Regions from separate parts of the Sus scrofa genome. Here region 1 is linked to region 2. A link is a contact called in public HiChIP or PLAC-seq data. All regions are on one chromosome and are shown on one strand. The core of a region is the stretch at or near the end of the contact, and the rest is flanking DNA. Distances in the headings are between cores, read along the strand shown.

Region 1 (3,346 bases), core at 104-2,603, 160 kb before region 2:
CTCTAAGAAGCCAGGTTTTTCTTTTCCCAAAAGAGCAACAAAAGCAGCAGTGTATTCATTGCCAGCACTAATGCCCATTTGGAAAAGGCAAGTCCTTGAGGAATGGTGGTGATGGGGTCTCTGGGGTCAGGTCTTGGACCTGATCTCCTGGAGGAGGCTGGGCTGCTCCTGACACTGAGCTCACTCGGGATGAACCATCCAAAGTCCTTGGCTCAGGAAGCCAGTTTGGGATGGAAGGTCCCAGGAGGAGAGGTGAGGTCTGGGGTCTACCAATTGGCCCTCAGTCTCCTTACCTCTGAAATGGGATTTTACATCTTCCATGTGTATTTTACAAGCTTGTGGGGAGGAGCCTTAGGGCTAAGTGCTCTGTGCCTCTGAAGCACTGAACAAATCCTGCGGCTTCTCAGTGCAGTCGAGACAAACCAGACCCACTGCTGAGAAAGCAAGCCCCACTCAGATGCATTCTCCACCTGAGAGCATCTCTGCCCACTTGGAAAGGCCAGTCCCTCTGCATCCGGCTCTCACGCAGGGCCAGCATGCAGCTGGAGAACTACGGACAATTGAGGAAGTGTGAGTTTCCTCCGGGAGAGGAGGGTCCAAGTTTCCTAGTCCAGGCTACAGAGCTTGTTTTGAGAATCAGCCAACAAATGGTGACGACGGCTCAACTCCCCTGGAGGAGGCCCCCCCCGCACCCTCCAGCCTCCTCAACAAGGAAGGGGGTATCTATCACCCACGTCCACAAATGCCCTCTCCCAGTTCAGGGGGGTCACGGCTGATCCATGCTTCCTCCTCAGCCTAAACCCCTTCAGGGGCTCCACGTCACCCAGGGCTGCACTGGTAAAAGTGTAACAGCTGGCTCTGGCTGTGCTGGCGGACAAGACAAACACACAAACCCAGCCAGACCCTGATTCTCAGCATTTGCCAATCTCTGTTGTAGAAAGTATTCCCACTTCAGATTTCAAGCTACCAATAGGATGTCCCTGAACACGGGGCTGGGAACAGCCTTCAACACTGGGATCTTGGGAGCCACTGAGCCAGCCCCAGCTCACCCCACCTGCGGGACTTGTGCATGGGGTGGGGCCACGAAGATGCTGCCCCAAGGCGGTGGCTGCTGCTGCTCTATGCCTGGGAGGACCCCACGTCATCCCAGAGGCAGGGCGCAGAGCTGGCCAGCACACTGGCATGCCCGCCTGTCTCTCCCTCCTCTGACCCTCAGTTGCTTTGCTCCATCAGATCAGGTCCAAACACCTCACCTGGCATTCCAAGCTTTTCGCACCTGGCACCAGCTCGCACTCTCTCCAGGCTCTTGTCCCTCTGCCCCTGCAGAGGTCCCTGCGCCAGCCTCATTGTCGCAGCTTGGATTATCCGGCTCATGAGCTTCCCCCTGCCTATGACATGTCCCTTCCTGCCTTCCCCAGTCCAGCCCCGCCTGTCCTTCATTCAGAGGCCCTTCCTCTGAATGCCCCCGGCTCCCTGCATCTGTTGGCAAGGAAGCCCATGGTGCACAGGGCTTGCCCCTGCTTCACTGCACTCACTGGGCACCTTCCTGGTAGAACAGGGATGCTGGGCCTGCTGCTCAATCCACCACCACTCCTCAGGGTGGGATCCCAATTCGAGAGTCTTCCTGACCTGACTGCCCTTTCTGACCTTTGAAAATTCCCTCTCAAGGAAGCAGAGGAGGCCAGGCACTAATGTCTAGCATCTCTGCTTCCCATGACAAGATGACCAGGGGCCCAAAGACTCACTTGCCTCGGCCGGGCAAGGCCGGAGAGATGGCTGGGTTACATCAGGAAGGAGCTCAGTGGCTGCCCCGGCCGCAGTGAGACTGTCACGGCAGAAGAGCGAGGGCCTGTGGCAAAGACACAGGATCCCTATAATGACCCCAAACAGGTGGAAAAAAAGCAACTGGGTGTCCTGCACACCTGATAGCTTTCTAAAAATAGCCGGTGGGCCCTGGCTCTGCAGGCCTGCCTCTCGGTAGGGGCAGGGGCCGGGGCTCGGGGCTGTTTGATCGCTAAGTTTCGGAGGAGTGAGGCAAGCTGGTTCTGACCCTGACTTGCCCCGACCAGGCTGCCGAGGCTGAGCCAGACACGGCAGCTTAGGACTGGGGTCCGGGGCCTGGCCCATTGCCTGGGAGAAGGAACTGTTGTTTCTTGTCTGCTGGTCATGCGGGGGAGGCAGGGAGACAGGCCAGAGCAGATGCCAGCAGGCTCTGGGCACCATTTCTTCTTGGCCAAGGGACCTGGGTACAGAGACATTCTCCTCAAACCAAGGCGCTGACAGCATCGAACAGAAATGTCATGAGCTGAAGCCACGAGGCGGAGGAGGAAGCGAGAGAAGAAGAGAGGAATTCTCCGGGCCGAGCCCCAGAGGTCTCCTCTGCCCTCCTGCAGGGCCAGGCTCTGGGACAAGTGGGCAGCAGAACAAAGGCAGAGCTTTTTTCTTTGGGGTGCAGGCTGGGCCTTCAGCAGTTCCCTGAGCCCGGACTCCTCTGGCCCTCAACCCCTCCTCTGTGTCTAGACGGAATATTTAGCTCCTGACACCCTTAAGCCACGTGTTCGGCCTCCTGTCCCCAGGCCCAGCAACGTGGCTGCACCTGGGCACTCCGCTGGTTCCGGGAAATCTTTTAAAAACAAATCCCACTCATTAAAAGTAATGGTATGTATTCTTATGGGCCAGAATGTCAGCACATTTTGGAGATCACTAACTCGCCCAGCTGAGAACCAGTCTGAGAGGGTTTGAGTAAAAAATTATAGGGAGTAAAATTGCTTCCAAATAAGATCTCTAGTGAATATAAATTGCCTGCTTCCCACCCCTGACTCCCCATCTTGGAAAATGCGTAATTCTTTTGCCGAGAGGCAAGGAAACTGGGAGGCCTCTCTTCTCCCAGAATGTTTTCATCCCAAGTGTGCTTCTCTCCCTGAGAAGCCCTTTTAGATGCTAGATGCTCTGACTTTTAAGGAGGGTTTTTTTTTTTTTTTTAACTGGGTCTTGGGAGGGACACACAGTATTGCCTGTTCTGGAAAAGTTGGTAAGGCCAACAAAGCAACGGAACAGACAGAATCGGAGAGATTCCCCATACCGCCTGGCCCCCGCTGGCCCCCAGCCACTCTGCCAGCTGAAGACCACAAACGCCCGGCGGGTGTGTTTCCCCTCATTCCTGTGCTGAGATCAAGTTGCTGAAATGTGATGCTTGGCCCACTGACCTGCCAGCCGCGTGGCCGCCCTGGCACCGGGGCCCCACGAGCTCCTACCCGTGAGCCGCGAACATCTATCACCGTGACTCGGCAGCTGTGGCCCTGCCGTGTCCCTGGGAGCCTCTTACGCGTCCAGGGCAGTGTAGCAT
Region 2 (3,309 bases), core at 354-2,853:
TTGTTTGAACATATGAACCCTAGGTTGTTAAAGTCTTTGATAATTACAGTATCTTGGTCACCTTAATGTATCTTTCTAAAGTCTTAGGCTTTTAAAAATTGGTCTATTTCGTGTTTCCTGGATTGCTGGGTAATTTTGAGTAAACGCTGGCTATTGTGAATGAAAAATTGTCAAGGCCCTGGATGATGTTACCTTCCTTTAGAGAGGATTTTTTTTCCCCATGAGTAGACAGTTGAAGAGTGGGCAAATCACCTTGATCTTATTAGAAACTGAGAAATTTTGAGACTGGATTTTGAGCTTTGTGAGGGCTAGTCTCTATCTTTTCTCCTAGTGTATAATCCTTTAGCTATCTCAATGAAAATCTATGTTATTTACCAAAAGCTCTCCTCCTTGTTGGGCCCCAAACTTCAATATTTTTTGTCTCTAGAACTTTGAGATTGCTCACACTCTGATGGGTTTCTCAGCATTTTAGAAGCTGTTTACTCCTTAGTTTCTTGGCCTCTTGCCTATCACGTGGAAACTTAGGAATGAGAAAATTCCATAAGGGGAATTCAAATTTGGAATGCCCAACTTATTTCTATAGGGCCCTTTGCTCCCAGATCTGCAGTTCCCTAAGTTCTGGCTTCTTTGGTAGCTTTGGATTCCAATTTGTGTTTTCTCAGTCTAGCAGGGCCAATGAGGTTCTAGGCTTATATGACTTCTCTGTCTCAGTGATGCCCCTTGGGAACTGGCAAATGCCCTGAAGTGAAAACATGAGGGGCATTTAGGGTTTACTTACTGCATTTCCCTTTTCTCCAGAATCTTGGCCCCTAAAGTCCTGGCTGCTTTTGTTACTCTCCTATGACTCCAAACAGCTGTTTTCTGCAATATATTTAGCTTTTATAGTTGCTCTCAGCAGGATGGTTAACCTGATACAAGCTACTCTGTCAAAGACAGAAGCCAACATCTCCAGATATTTATTTTTGAAAGTGGTTTCCAGGACATGTCCTCAGGCCATTGCACATTTAGCTCTATCTCCTGTATTTCTTTGAGGCTTCCCCAACTGAGGGCTGGCAAGGTCTTTTGGCATCTTCAACAGCATTGATAATAAATTATTAAGCTCTGTTTAATATAGTTTCTAAATATTAACTATTTTGTAAGTATTTTGAAATTGATATTAATGTGCCAAGCATGATCTTTCTCAATCATATCACTCAGTTTACTACAATACCGATTCTTTATGAAATAAAGTTTTCCATCTTTCACTTCATATTGTGAGGCATTCCATTTCAAACTGCACACACACACCCCCACCCACCATGCCTCTTTCCACCCTTCTGGGAACCCTGACCTGAGCTGATACTGAATCTACTGTTACATTGCTATGTGGCCATGGGCAAGCCTTTCAACCCTTGGCCCTCAGTTTCTTCATTTGGAATATGAAGCAGGGGTGAGGATTGGATAGGACCAGGCAAGCTCACAGGATCCTTCCAGCTCTGATGGTCAATCTGCCTTCTATCCCTTGGTTTGGAAAATCCTTGGTAGAACAATCAGACACTTAGACTGAGGGGTGGATCTCACTCAGACTGCAGAGCTCACTTCCTAAGTCAGCCAGTATCTTGGCTCTGGGCCAGTCCTCTCTGGAGCATGGGGGATGAATGGACTGGTCTGGGGCTGTGTTCTTGGACAGGTAGGTGCCCTGGGCAGTGGGCCTTCCCAGGAGCTGCACCCCAGTGTGATCAGAAGAATGAGAGAAACCTCTTACACCACTCCCAGTCTCCCAGACCTGCATCAGTCAGCTATTGCAGCCAGGAATTTCAAATCTACAGGTGCTTGCCTCTCAGGCTTGTTCAAAATGTGTCCCTTCTCTTCTTTCTGAATATGCTGTCTTGGAAGAAATGTCTGGAAAAATCAGACCCATTCTTTGCCCAGTAGTAGCTTTAAAATCTTCACTTTAGAATCAGTCCTGAACTGCATCTGAGCCTGTCCTCCCTTCCCCCGCTCAGCTCTGGGTCATGGGACGCAATGCTGGCTGCTCCTCCAGGCTTCCCTGTCAGCAGGCTCTTGGCTGAGTTTGACCAATGAGAAGCACTGGAAGGAAACTTAGGGCAAGAAGAAGGAAGAAGCCAGCATATTTCTCTCTCTTTCTCTTTGCCTTGGGTTGATTAAGTCCTTGGCAGAGGCTGCAAATTCCATGGCTCCAGCTCCTTGTGGACGGGCTTGCTGTGGTTTTCTGTGTCTACTGTTACCCGCTCAGGTAACCCTGTGGCTTTTCTTTATCTCTCCAGCCGAAGAGTGGCCAAAGTTTCTTGCTGCATTCATCTCAAGGGTCCCCTACCATCCCCTGTTGTTTTCCCAGCCTCTTTTCTCACATGCAGTACCAATAGGTGTTATTAAATCCCCTGTGTGTGAATACTTGGAGGGCTTACAACTTTCCTGTTTAGATCCCAATTAATTGAGTTGCTAAAAACTGTACTTCAAGCATCTTTTTCTTTCCTATAGATCTAATTTAAGCACCATTGAAACACATTTGTTTCCATTTCCTTTATCACCTCCTAAAGTAGACAGAATTCATTCATTCATTCAATAAATATTTAGTGAGACACTACTCGATACCCTAGCCGAGGACACAGCAGTGAACAAAAGAGGCACAGTCTGTAGCTTTGCAGCACTCAAAGCTTTGTGGGCAAGGCAGCCCCAAATCTTTAGGATAGAGTGTGTTGAGAATGAGACACTGTTATAACATGCAGACTAGGAGACGGTCAGGGCTGGGCTCAGACCTCAGCCCTGCCACTTACTCTAGGCTTTATGAAGTGGGTAAGGGACTTTGCCTCCCTATATCTCAGTTTCCTCCTTTTTAAAAGAACCCTCAAGAGTTCCTATTGTGGCTCAGCAGGTTAAGGCATTGGCATTAAGGATCCAGCCTTGGCATTAAGGATCCAGCCTTGCCATAGCTGTGGAGTAGGTTATAGACATGGCTCAGATCTAGCATTGGTGGGCTGTGGTGTAGGCCGGCAGCTGCAGCTCCAGTTCGATCCCTAGCCTGGGAACTTCCATATGCTGTACATGTGGCTGTAAAAACAACAAAAAGAGCACTCAGTTAACAACCACTTGACATGTTCAGTGAGGATGCTGATGCTACTAACTTCATAGGATTGTTCATGAATAAATGAGTTGCTATTAGAGAAGGAGACAGATGCCTAGGAAACAAAGTCACATCAAAGGTTTATTTATTTATTTATTTGCTAATTATTTTTTTTCTTTTTAGGGCCATACCTGTGGCATATGGAAGTTCCCAGGCTAGGGGTTGAATCAAAGCTGCAGCTGCCA

What was found. HiChIP or PLAC-seq counts read pairs in DNA pulled down with a chosen protein or histone mark.
Region 1: a contact with region 2 is called in an H3K27ac HiChIP or PLAC-seq map of skeletal muscle. The contact joins two enhancer-like sites. A contact is called at or near these places in 2 of 2 datasets of contacts at active chromatin or transcription factors (alveolar macrophages and skeletal muscle).

The regions. Positions count from the first base shown.
Region 1 is chr3:115,039,503-115,042,848 of Sscrofa11.1, forward strand. No RefSeq gene overlaps it. Among named protein-coding and RNA genes, the nearest start is that of KLHL29, 100 kb to the left of the region's middle. Within about 2 kb of position 1,354, at least 19 of the 83 cell types and tissues checked have an H3K27ac peak or open chromatin away from gene starts, as enhancers often do. A contact at or near this core is called in skeletal muscle, where this site is marked.
Region 2 is chr3:115,197,573-115,200,881 of Sscrofa11.1, forward strand. The region is part of intron 1 of LOC102165540 (a long non-coding RNA gene); the gene reads left to right. Among named protein-coding and RNA genes, the nearest start is that of KLHL29, 260 kb to the left of the region's middle. Within about 2 kb of position 1,604, at least 11 of the 83 cell types and tissues checked have an H3K27ac peak or open chromatin away from gene starts, as enhancers often do. A contact at or near this core is called in skeletal muscle, where this site is marked.